Linked DNA regions of Mus musculus: region 1 is linked to region 2. A link is a contact called in public Hi-C data. All regions are on one chromosome and are shown on one strand. The core of a region is the stretch at or near the end of the contact, and the rest is flanking DNA. Distances in the headings are between cores, read along the strand shown.

Evidence for each region. A called contact is a pair of places that touch in the nucleus more often than the background predicts.
Region 1: a Hi-C map of stem cell-derived neural progenitor cells shows a contact between it and region 2, with 16 times the contacts expected there. The contact joins the promoter of Myzap here to the enhancer-like site in region 2. A contact is called at or near these places in 2 of 39 promoter capture datasets (both in embryonic stem cells), 9 of 484 Hi-C or Micro-C datasets (embryonic fibroblasts, embryonic stem cells, extraembryonic ectoderm and 4 more), 4 of 115 datasets of contacts at active chromatin or transcription factors (all in embryonic stem cells) and 2 of 9 other capture datasets (adipose tissue and liver).

Annotation. Positions count from the first base shown.
Region 1 is chr9:71,591,069-71,597,278 of GRCm38.p6, reverse strand. It overlaps Myzap (myocardial zonula adherens protein), which reads left to right and starts at 4,919. Exons shown (of 13, transcript NM_001033208.4): 1 at 4,919-5,089. The coding sequence starts at 5,015.
Region 2 is chr9:69,429,747-69,435,574 of GRCm38.p6, reverse strand. It overlaps Ice2 (interactor of little elongation complex ELL subunit 2), which reads right to left. Exons shown (of 16, transcript NM_145618.3): 16 at 2,501-3,534. The coding sequence ends at 3,406. Among named protein-coding and RNA genes, the nearest start is that of Anxa2, 21 kb to the left of the region's middle. Within about 2 kb of position 3,239, at least 96 of the 459 cell types and tissues checked have an H3K27ac peak or open chromatin away from gene starts, as enhancers often do. A contact at or near this core is called in embryonic fibroblasts, stem cell-derived motor neurons and stem cell-derived neural progenitor cells, where this site is marked.

The DNA.
Region 1 (6,210 bases), core at 3,670-6,169, 2.2 Mb before region 2:
CTCATTCCTGTCACTGAAGCAACTTAAGGTCACCATTTCAAGGGATTTCTGTCCATCAAGGTACAGAAGCCTGGTGGCAGGGGTTGCTTAGTCCATGATGGAAAGAGCACGTGGCACAGCAGTTATTCACATCTTGGCCAAACAGGAAGCAAAAGAATGGGACCAGGACTTTGGCCAGACTCTACTGCTCAAAAGCCTGCCTGTAGTAACCCACTTCCTCCAGCCAGACCTCACTTCCTAAAGGTTCCAGAGTCTCAGAAAAACAGCTACTAACTAGGGACCAAGAGACAGACATCGCAGCCTGTGGGGAAGCTTGCTCACTCAAGCCCGGACAGTACAGATCAGTGTGATGAATGTGCCGTTTGTTCGCTGGGCTAGCTCTGAGGTCGCAGACCTGTTTCAATGGGTTTGTATCCCTAGAGTGGGTCAGCAGCAGACCCAGCCCATGGCTAGACGGGCTAATAAACGCTGCGGTTCTGAGGGAGCCAGTTGTCTGAGGATTGGGTTCCTCTCAGTCTGCCTTATCACTGCACCCTGCTCCCTGCCTCTCAGAGGCCTGTCAATATGGCTGTTAGACTTATTCTACTTATGCAAAGGGGCTCTGTAATTCAACACCCTTGCCCAGGGCTGAAAATGTGTCCTTTTTCCCATTGTGAAACATTTGGTCTCTGTGGCATTCAGAAGAGAATATGCCAGGACTCTGGGATATCGTCACAGTTCAATGTAAGCCGAAGAAAGGGATTTCTTCAGGGACTCAAAGTGAGGAGGGCACACTAACAGAAGTCCTAGTGTGCCCTGGACTCACCCATTTTGTGCTCTGGTGTCTGCTGAGTGGTTCTATTCTTGGTCATTTCTCCCCAGAAATAAAAACAATCTTTGCTTCTCAGGACTTTGCTGAAGAAATGGATCTACCCTAAGGCCCTCTTAGCTAAGGATGCCCTAAGTTTAGGTAGATTTCATCAGAAAGCGACAAAGGCAACAGGAAGCAGAGGCTTAGAGGATGGGAGAGAATGAGGTTTGATTAAAAACTGATTCTGAGAAAAGGAAGGACGTTCATACAGGCATCTAGAATTTTCTGCACACCGGTGCTTCAGCAAAGGCTGTTACAACAGAACTTACAACGGCAGCGAAGACAAGTGTTGTCAGACTCCTGGTCCCTCCAGTACAGACAATGACATCCATCCACCATCAATGTGTAGGGAGAGCCCAGGGAGGGCCCATGGAGGACATGCTGGGAGAAGGCTTGATAGCCTTCTGCACCAGAGCCCTGCCCCCTCCCCCATCACTTCTATCCTCTTCCCTAGCCTTCTGCAAACCTTGGTGTTCTCAGCCGTTGAGTCCTCTTTAAGATGATTTCATTCATATATATATATATATATATATATATATATATAGTGTGTGTGTGTGTGTGTGTGTGTGTGTGTGTAATAGCAAGTGCCTGTGGAGTGAAGATCTCCTACAGCTGGAGTTACAGGTGGTTGTAAGCTATTTCATTTGGGTGCTTAGACTTGAGTCCTCTGCAAGAGGATTCTATGCTCTTAACTGCTGGTCTGTCTCTCTAGCCCCAGTTTCTTATTTGAAAAAAAAATAAAATAAAAGTCTTCATTTGTGCATCTTCCTCTGGAACTATTTACAGAAAACTGGCTCCTTTTTAAAAATCACCTCTCCATCCTTCACCCTACTTTTCATTGCTTCACGTCTAGCTTCCCTCCCTATTTCCCTTCCTGTGCCTCTTTCCCCTTTCTGGGGATGTAGCCATCTTCTTGCGCTTGTATCCCAATTGTATCCCTGTGGTCTCATCTTTCTCAGCTGGGTCAAGGCTGGCACCTGCCTGATCACCACCTACTACACCTTGTGACACCAATGTTGGCTGGGACAATCCTGGGGCTTTGGCTACTTACACTAACGACTTGCTGGGAGACCCTGGGCTGCCTTATAAGTTGGGCTGGCAAGGATCATATTTGTTTGGATTGGTCATGAATAAACTGCAATGTTGCTCTGAAATGTTTTTCCACCCATTCAAAATTACTGAGCACTTAGCACATTCCAATGATGTATTTTAGATGTGGGGCAGGGATGTAAAACAGGACCTCGTTCTTAACCAGAGTTATAAGTTGGTGAGGAGTTTGCTGCTTTGCTAATAACCAAAACCATTATATTAAGGTGAAAAAAAAACCTCAGGTGGATGGATGACTTAGGGTTTCTGTCACTCGTGATAAAATGCCATAACCAAAAGTAACCTGGGAAGGAAAGAGTTTATTTGGGCTTGCAGCTTAGAGACCTTCATTGAAGGAAATTAGGGTAGGATACTGGAGGTAGGAACTGAAGCAGACACCATGGAGGAATATTATTTATTGGCTTGTTCTGTATGGCCTGCTCAGTCTACTTTCTTATATAACTCAGGACCACCTTCCCAGAGGTGCTCCACCCACAGTGAGCTTGGCTCTCTCATATCACAATAACAAAATGCCCTATAAACTTGCATACAGACCAATATGATTGAAACATGTTTTTCAGTTGTGGTTGGTTCCCTTTTACCAGATGACTCTAGCTTATGTCAAGTTGACAAACAACTAACCAGCACAACACACAAACCGTAGATAAGCAAATCCCCCTTCTGTCCACTCGGAGCCTATCAGATATGCAAATCCCCTTTCTCCCTGTGCTGAGCCTATCAATCTTTGATGGTCTCTTGGGTGATTGCCGTGCTATAAATAAACATTACTGATGCCAGGGTGTTTTGACTGTGTCTGCAAAAACAGCCCATTGCCTATCTCCTTGGGGCAAAATAGCAAACCATCATTAACCATTAGTTTCTTTCCACTGAGGTAACCATGCAGACATCTATCTCTAACTCCTAGTGGCTTCTAACATCTACCTTTAGAAGATTGGTTTATTTTTTATTTTTTTATGTGTATGGATGTATTATCTGCATGTAGGTATGTGTACCACAGCAGACCTGGTGCCCACGGAGGCCAAAAGAGTGTGTCAGATCACCTGAAACTGAAGTTGCCAACCGACTATTGTTAGCCACCAGGTGGGTGCTGGGGACCAAGTCCTACAAGTACTCTTAACCACTGAGCTAGCCCTCCAGCCCCGACCACCGCCCTTTGATCAGTACTTATTGGAGGGTAGACTTAGAGTTTAGGCTTACAGATGTCAGGACTAGAAGCAGAGGCTGTGTGGAGGAGGACAGAGGGAAATCTCTCATGGATTCCTTGTTTTGAAGAAGCTATAGATGGGAATAGAGTGGAATCGATATGTATGGCTATTGACCCATTAACTCTGGCGTTAGTTTTGTCCTTTGCAAATCAAAGATGTTAACAGAATCTACCTGGTGGGGTTGTGTAGCCTGAGGAGGAAGTGCATACAGATCTAAGAGGACAGAGGCAGAGGGCTGGAAGATGGCTCAACATTAAGAAACCTTACTACTCTTGCTGAGAACTAGAGTTCAGCTCCCAGCACCCAAGGTGGGTGGTTAACAACTGAGCTAACTTCAGCTTCAAGGGATTGGACGCCTTTGGCCTCTGAGGATACCTGTACTCACCTGGGCAAACTCAAAATTAAAAATAAAAAGTAAATCTTAAAACACACACACACAGTGGTGATGAGGTTGGTAGAAAGCATCAGGAAGAGCTGGCAGAGAAGAGGCCCTGCGGCTTTCATGCAGACTTGCAGAAAACATGACTGTTGTCACCAAAGGGGCAAGTTTTGTGGGATCACGAGGAATTCTGATTGGTAACATTCTTTGACGTCTTTCCTGGTGGTGCAACCTTGGGATCACTCGTGTGCATGGGTACACACACATACACACACACACACACACACACACACACACAGAGAGAGAGAGAGAGAGAGAGAGAGAGAGGAGAGTGCACAGAAGTTAGGGAAACAAAGCTTCTAGGTTCAGGGGTGCCGTCGGGGTTCAGGTTAGGAGGTTGGTGAGAAGGCTGGGTTTTGCCTCGGCTTTGAAGGGTGAATGGAGATACTGTGTCCTCCCTCTCTTTCCCCCGAAGCACTTTGTCCTGATGTTAAAGGCCTAAGCACTCACACACCAGGTTCTTAGTGACTAGGCCCCAGCTCTCCTTAGCTTCTCTCCACCATCAGCTCCTGGCACTGTGACAGGATGCCTAAGAAGGAAGGGTCCCAGATCTGCCCTTGCCTTGCTTATCTCTGCTAGGGGGCAGCAGAGTGTTCCAGAAAGGCCCTAGGGGCTGACAGGGTAGGTCACCTCTTAGCTTGGCCACTTAACACCTGGTGGGGCTCCTCCTGCCTTACTCAACCCTTGATGAATCAGTGTCCTCACCTGCAAAATGGGGTGCAGGATAATGACACCTACCCCCAAAGCGTGGTTGTGAAGATTGATTGACGCAAAGGGTGGTCAGTCCTGCCAGGTGGACACACAGCAATCACTGAATGAATGTGGACAGCCTTGCAATTCTGGTCTTCAGCTTAGTCACTTCCTCTGGGAGCCTCTTTCTGGCTCCTGAGGACCTTTGGACAGTTGCACACTCCCAGCACACATACCTGTTTTCTACCACAGAAATGACAACTGTCTTCTCTCAGGGTCACCATTAGGGTGCAAATCTGTGAGGACAGGAGTCGGTCGTTCACTAGGAGGCACAAATAATAGGCACTCAGTAGTTACCGTGAAAAAAAGTGACAAAGACCAAGGGTCCCAGTAGTCCTTGGGGTTTGATGGAAAGCTCTGGGGTCGTGAGGCCAAAAGGACAGGGGATACAGAGACCAGACCCACAGTGTGTGCAGGAAGACTGGACAGGGAGATACAGAGAGGAGACGCTCAACTTTGGGGAGAGAATGCTGCTTGACTAGTCTGGCAGAATCCTAGCCCCGCCCCTCTCAGGCCCCTCCCAGGCCCCGCCTCCTGGGCTCCAGCCCTGCGGAAGCCGTAGCTTCTAGTGTCTGAGCCTCCCCCGCGTAGGGTGCGCCCCGCACGCTTATCCTGCCCCGGAGCAGCGCGGGCACCCAGCCCTTGCTCCACAGCCGCTGCGAGATGCTGCGCTCCACGTCCACTGTCACCCTGTTCTCAGGTGGCGGCGCCAAGTCGCCTGGAACGCCCAGTAGAAGGGTAAGTAGCTAGCTGGAGAAGGAGCTGCTGGGGATCTCTCGCACCCATCCCTGTCGCCCCATCTGTAGGGATGTGGGGAGAAGGATGCTTCTGGCTGTCGATACCTCAGTCTTGGCTCAAGTTTCCTGGCCAGTCCGGGACTCCACAGTGACCCTCCCTCTGGATGCTCCCGAGGCGGGAAGAGAGGGCTTAGGGGACTTTCTGGGATACCTAGAACTTACTTCTCCTTCGCGTCTCCACTGTCAAGCCAAGCTTAAATGTGGCATCAGTTTAAAAAAGGCAGGGGAGAGGTTTCTGAGGTCTCTGCCCTGAATATACTTGAAACGTGAACTTTTCTGCATCTCTTGGTTGGGAGCATCATCCATATGTCCATCCACCAGTGACAGACAGCCTCTGATCCAGGAGCCAGCTTTGCCAAGGTGGTTGCCTGTTTGCAGACCAGAGCTGAGCAGCTGACCACCTCGGAGTCTAGCTGTGCAGGACTCTAGTTTACGCAGGAACTTCTTTTTTTAAGCCCTGACCATCACCTCCAGGGAGATTTCCCTAAAGAAATGTGTTTAGCCACAGTCTTTGCTGAATCAGTTCTTACCTCCCAGATGCTCCTGAAAGAATGGCCAGGCTTGTCAGGTTGACATTCTATGCCCCTTCGAAGATCAGGGCCTCAGAGAAGTCTGCTAGGAGCTTGGCTTGTAGCTTTCTGAGTCTTCTGGTATCACGTTATTAAATACCTACCTCTTCACTAATCACGTATCTCCACCGTTCATTCTAACAGGTTAAATCCCACTCCAAAAGCCCCTTCCCAAGTCCGGTTAGTTTGATTTGACCTTTAGTGTTTATCTTTTCTCCATTTATAGACGAAAGGCATGTGTTGCTTTTGGGTGAGGGCCAAGTGGTGGTGGTGGTGGTGGTGGTGTGTGTGTGTGTGTATTTATGTTTGTGTGTATATGTTAGACACCTAAGGCTCATAGAACTCTGGTTGCTTGGTCATTAACTTAATAAAGTGGCTTCCCATTTGGTTAGTGAGTTTCCAACCATGGGCTTACCCTATTGCAAGATGGGCATTTGACTCTTTCCCATGGAAGGCTTTGTTTAATCAGAACAAAATTTAGGTTGACAAAGAA
Region 2 (5,828 bases), core at 1,990-4,489:
TCCTACCTCGTAATATCCAACCTTTCGCCAGTGCACTCTGCAGTCTAATGCTGACAAGAGCCCTGCTGGTACTATTTATTTGGTTAAATTCACTACTGGTTTCCGAGTTGTGTGGGCTGGGATCCCAGTGTCTGAGCCACCGTTTCCTCGGTCGTCTCCATGCGCACAGCCTGTGTTTCAGCCAACCGTGACCTTTGATAGTCTGCAGCTTTACTTCTCTAACTCCTACTCACTAGAGACAACAGCAACCAGACAGAAACCAATCAGCTGAAGCTTTACGTCAGAAACACCCTCCTTAGTTATCAGGACTTGGTTGCATGGATGGCTTTTTCTTCTTTTTTGTAGTTGTAAGGATGGAACTCAGGCTCTCGTGCTAGCTCTCTACTGCTGAGCTATATAACCCCACCCAAGGTGACTTTTAACATGTACTTGATCAGAGCACTCACCACAGAAATTCTACTAGAATGTATACCTACAAGGAAAAGAAAAATCTGATTTGGGACAGGCTCGTGTAACCATATATCCTTGATATCTACTTATTTATTCATTCTGTAATGAAACACATACCTACTGAGCATGGTAACTATACTATACTATACTATACTATACTATTATCTAATGATGAGCAAATATGCTTCCTTCCCTCAAGAGTTTATTGTCTACTGCGAAGTGAACAATACTGTGAGGTCTGAATGTAACAGGACAATAATGGTGACTTAGTGGATGCTTCATGATACAAAGCTGTAGTCAAATTCTTTTACTTGTTTTCTAAGACTTTTATATTAATTATACACTCACATAAAAGAACAAATGAGCCAGGTTTAGGCTTACAATGTTGTAGTATCTCATTTTTTTCCCTATGTATCTAGACAGAACTTTTTGTCACAGGCATGGTAGGTGAGTACTCTACCTAATTCCCAGCTTGGAGTAAACAAAACAAAACAAAACAAAACCCAAAACAGTAAAAAATGTTGCTATAGTATTATCAACATTACTTCCTTGCTTACAAATCCCTTCATATTTGTAGCAATGTAGAACAACAATGGACACTAAATATGTGTTTAAAAAGAGCCTTTGCTAAGCTTAAGTGGAAAAGCAGCTCTACTTGATCAGAGTTGTCCAGAGGTTTGGTCACATGTAGAAAGTGGAAGCCTCTGATATGCAGACTGCAGCAAATGCTGTCCATCTTTGGAAAAGAGCTAATTTTGAAGGGATCTTCTACTGTCACACCCCTAAACTGAATGACAAATGAGTCACAACTAAAATATTTCTGGATTTGTATATATGTGACAAAGTTTAGGGGGAAGGTGAAGGGCTTTAAAAGGAGAGTGGTAGGTTGAGGAAATGCTACATTAAACTTTTTACAGTAGGGGGCTGAAGAAATGGCAAAGCAGTTAAGAGCACTGACTGCTCTTCCAGAGGCCTCGAGTTCAATTCCCAGCAACCTCATGGCAACTCACAATCATCTGTAATGGGATCCGATGCCCTCTTCTGGTGTGTCTGAAGACAGCTACAGTGTACTCATGGAAAAAAATTATACAGTAATTGGATGTTTTTTTTAAAAATATTTATTTATTTATTACATGTAAAAGTACACTGTAGCTGTCTTTAGACACTCCAGAAGAGGGCATCAGATTTCGTTAGGGATGGTTGTGAAGCCACCATGTGGTTGCTGGGATTTGAACTCAGGACCTTTGGAAGAGCAGTCGGCGCTCTTAACCGCTGAGCCATCTTACCAGCCCCGTAATTGGATGTTTTAATCCCAGCACTCAGGAGGCAGAGGCAGGTGGATTTCTTTGAGTTACAGGACAGGACTATGTACAGACCCTGTCTCAAAAATCAAAACAAAAATCTGTATGTACTAATAATTTAGGTAACCAACCTCTCAGAAAATCAATGCAAAAGAAAACTTGATAGTGGAAAGTAAGAATTTCAACAAACTATTTTAAAGGATTTTGGGGTCTTCATTTTTTTAAAAAAAGATTTATTTATTTATTATATGTAAGTACACTGTAGCTGTCTCCAGACACTCCAGAAGAGGGTGTCAGAGCTTGTTACCGATGGTTGTGAGCCACCATGTGGTTGCTGGGAATTGAACTCAGGAACTTCAGAAGAGCAATCAGTGCTCTTAACCGTTGAGCCACCTCTCCAGGCCTGGGTCTTCCTCTTTTTAAGTAAATTTTATGTGTATGAATGTTTTGTTTGTATGTATGTAAGTGCACCACATAGATGCAGTGCTCACAGAGGCCAGAAAATAGGTCATCTGGTCCCCTGGAACTACAGGTACAGATGGCTGTCGGCACCCAAGTGATTGGGAATCAAACCTGGGTCCTCTGCAATAAGCCACTTCTTTAGACTCCAATTTTTGGGTATAATTTTTTATATTAACATGGAACACACACGCATATGCACACATGCGCGCGCACACACCTTCTAAAGAACAACAAGAAAATTGCCATTGATGACAAAGCTTGTATTTCTGAAATGACAAACACATTTCTGAAGCTTTTAGTGTTTATTAAAAAACAGGTAACAAAAAGTAAACATATTCTGTCCCCTCAAATGCAAACTGGCCAAACCCACTGCTGATGCTGCTTTCTGAATTAACCACAATACATGAGAAGAAAGAAACAATCCTAGGCTTAATGGCACCTTCACCATGTCTGATAGGATCATCAAGTGTTTTTTTTTGTTTTTTTTGTTTTTCCTGCATCCTCATGGTTATTTCTGCTTTGGGTAGTATCTTACCACATTTACATGGAATTTGTGCAAAGTAGTAGAGATATTGTCACCAAAGCTGTCACACCACAGAATGCTTTTTGTTTTTATAAAACACAAGGGTGGTTGCCTAGTAAGAAAATATTAATTTGCCACTTTTCAGAGATGAAGATTTTTCTTGTTTTCACTTTCGGCGTCCACAAAGGAATTTCAACAAGTTTTCAAACATCAACAGCAGTTTTAATACTGACAAAAATGGGTCAGAAACAATGCACAGAGCTGTTTCTAACATTGGCAATATTTAACTATTGGGCCAGTCTCATTTGAGTGGCAATATAATCAAATTGATAACGTAATACATGACAGTTCCTAAATCAGCAAGTGGTTTTCCTACCTATGATCTTTAGAAAAGAATGCTATAAAAATATTTTTCTTATTCAGTTTGCTGCCATGCTAATGGAGCATTCTACATTCTCCGTGCACCAGGGCTGAGGAGTGACTAACTCCTGCTGTCACCGCCATTCCTGCAGTCAGTAGGTTTCCAAGGCACTTTGTAAGAACTCCAGGATAGCGAGGGGAGACACTCTTCTCACTAGCTGATCTTCTGGGTATGTTTCCCCTTAAAGTTCAACATTAAACACTGTTATAACTGGGTTTTCTGAAACTTCATTTTCTATGGTCCAGCCCTTACATTATTTTCCTTTTATTCCGAGCCACTCCTTCATTTTCAACTTGCTGAACAGGCAGGCAACTGCTTTTGGTTTCCATGGAGACAGGATTCCTGTGGTTACGGGTAGGCATTCTTGTCCCACCAACCTTAGAGATGAAGCAAGAGCAGAATAACTTAATACATTCACAACTTGCCTGCACACAAGCCACTCTGCATCATTTACACAGGGACTCTCAACTTGGGAATGACCTTCTGTAAATTTTTAAGTCCCAGCCACATGGCTAACTTAAGAAGTTTTAATCTGACCCAGTTTTAAAAACATTAAATTTCTAGCAACAACGAGGAAAAAAGCTAGAGCAGGGCTCAGCTGTAAACTTCTGTTACATTTGCAAGATGCTGAAATGTGAAATTAGAAAACGAGGAAAGGCCAGACCTTTGAAGCACTGTGCAATTTTGTAGAAAGGCAAGAGAGGAAGGAGAAAGTGAGGACAGGGAGAGGAAATACAAAGGAATGGAAAGACAAACAAGAGGCCAGACATAAGATGGAGCAAGGCAAGGAGATAAGGAAAGAAGTTGGGAGAAGAGGCAGTCTAAAAAAGGAGTAAAAAACATGAAAGGAAAGAAGGGGAGAAACCGGAGGAGAAGAAAACTGGAGGTGGAAGGAGAAGAGGATGCCAACTGAACGGGGAGGAAAAGGCCTAGAAAGGAAGAGGGGATAGAGCAGGTGAGAGAGACCCATCTCCTCTTCATGCCTGCTCCAACTTGTACCCAGCCCAGAACCAGAGTCCTGCCTCAAGAGAAGACTTGGAAATGCTATAACCTTCCTGACCAATTAGAGGCCTCACACAGAACCAAAATTGTATATAGCCTACAACCATTTCCACAAAGCTGCCTACATCTGCCTCAGATTCCCCTTGCCACCTTGCACCAGAAGTGTTTCTGTACATCCCGTGCAGTCAATCCCACAGATGGGAAGGTAGGGTTATGATACATTCAAACCACTCTCTCACAGTCTAGCCTAATGAACAAAATGCCAGCATGGAGGTTCACTAAGAATGTACCAAAATCTAGTATCTCTACTTTCTCTTTCCTAAGCTTTTTTTGGTTTGTTTTTAAATTACATGACTAGAAATGGGGCAAACTTGAGCGCTTCAGTCAGACAGTGTGTCTGTTGGTCTCTGATGCTCAGGTCTAGCAATGAGCGACCAGTGAGTGCTGACTCTCAAGATGCCTGTCACTTGCCCACTCAGCAGGCGTTTTCCCTGAAGGTATTCATTAATTGAGTTTTTGAGGAAGGCAAACATTCTGAAAACTGTGTTCAGTAAATGGCTACTATAGAACCTATAGTGGTGAAAGGGGAGCAGATGGGACTCTGCAGTCCAACTCTTCTTGGTGTCGTAGAAGGCAGATGCAGATACTGGAAAATGTGTCAGTTCAGGGCTGCAGCCCTGTCCAAGGACAAACACGTCATTTGAGAGCAGTTGGGATGGATGGTCACACTAAGGCAAGGCTACACCAGAAGGTGTAGCAGACAAATGCTTCACACAGGCTCTGACTTCCCAGTTTTAAGAAAGCTCTGATCTTTCTACATATATGCTAAGACTAGAATCCTACAGGTGCTGAGCTCGGTTGGAATTATTAAAGTCCTGTTTCTATGGCCTGGCTAGGAAGGCAGGGAGGTGACATCAGGGTGGAGAACTGCACAGTGTACACAGTCCTATGCAATGTGAACACCAACACCCAACAACAACAAAATGAACAATGAAAAAGTCCTTAGAATTTGTAGGAAAAGCTATTTCTTAAAGGGCTTCAGGATGTTTACTGCCTGGGCATAACAGAAAGAAAAGAAGAACAGGGTGTCCAGGAGACACACACACACATTTACTATAGGCTAGCTGTGGTGGAAGGGGTTCTGCTGGCTTTTAAAACACACCAAGGGAATATTAGTTATCTAACTGTCTATGTCGCCAGTGCTGGGCTATGCAACAGTCTGTCCCCTGTACTGGACACTGTTCAGTAATACACATGGTTGAATAGTTAGAATGTGTATTTATGTGTTCACACAGAATTTCTCCTTGTCTAACAAAATTTTCTTGTTGCACTGCAGCATATTTGACTACTCTACTGAAAAAGTTAAATCTTCCAAGAAATGCTAAGGTATAATAAGCATTCAATATTTGTAGTTAGTCTATACACTCACTTCTTTTAAAAACACCTTGTATGTTTTCTTCATTTGGGAGGCAGAGGCAGGCAGATCTCTTTGAGTTTGAGGCAGCCTAGTTTAAAGAGTGAGTTCCAGGACAGCCAGGGCTACACAGAGAAACCCTATCTTGAAAACAAAGAAAGAAAAAAAGTTTTCTTAAAGTTGTTCAGTTCTAAGTTATTAAACCACTCATTTTCACCAAAAAGGAATAAAACACCCCCATACAGAATTATATGT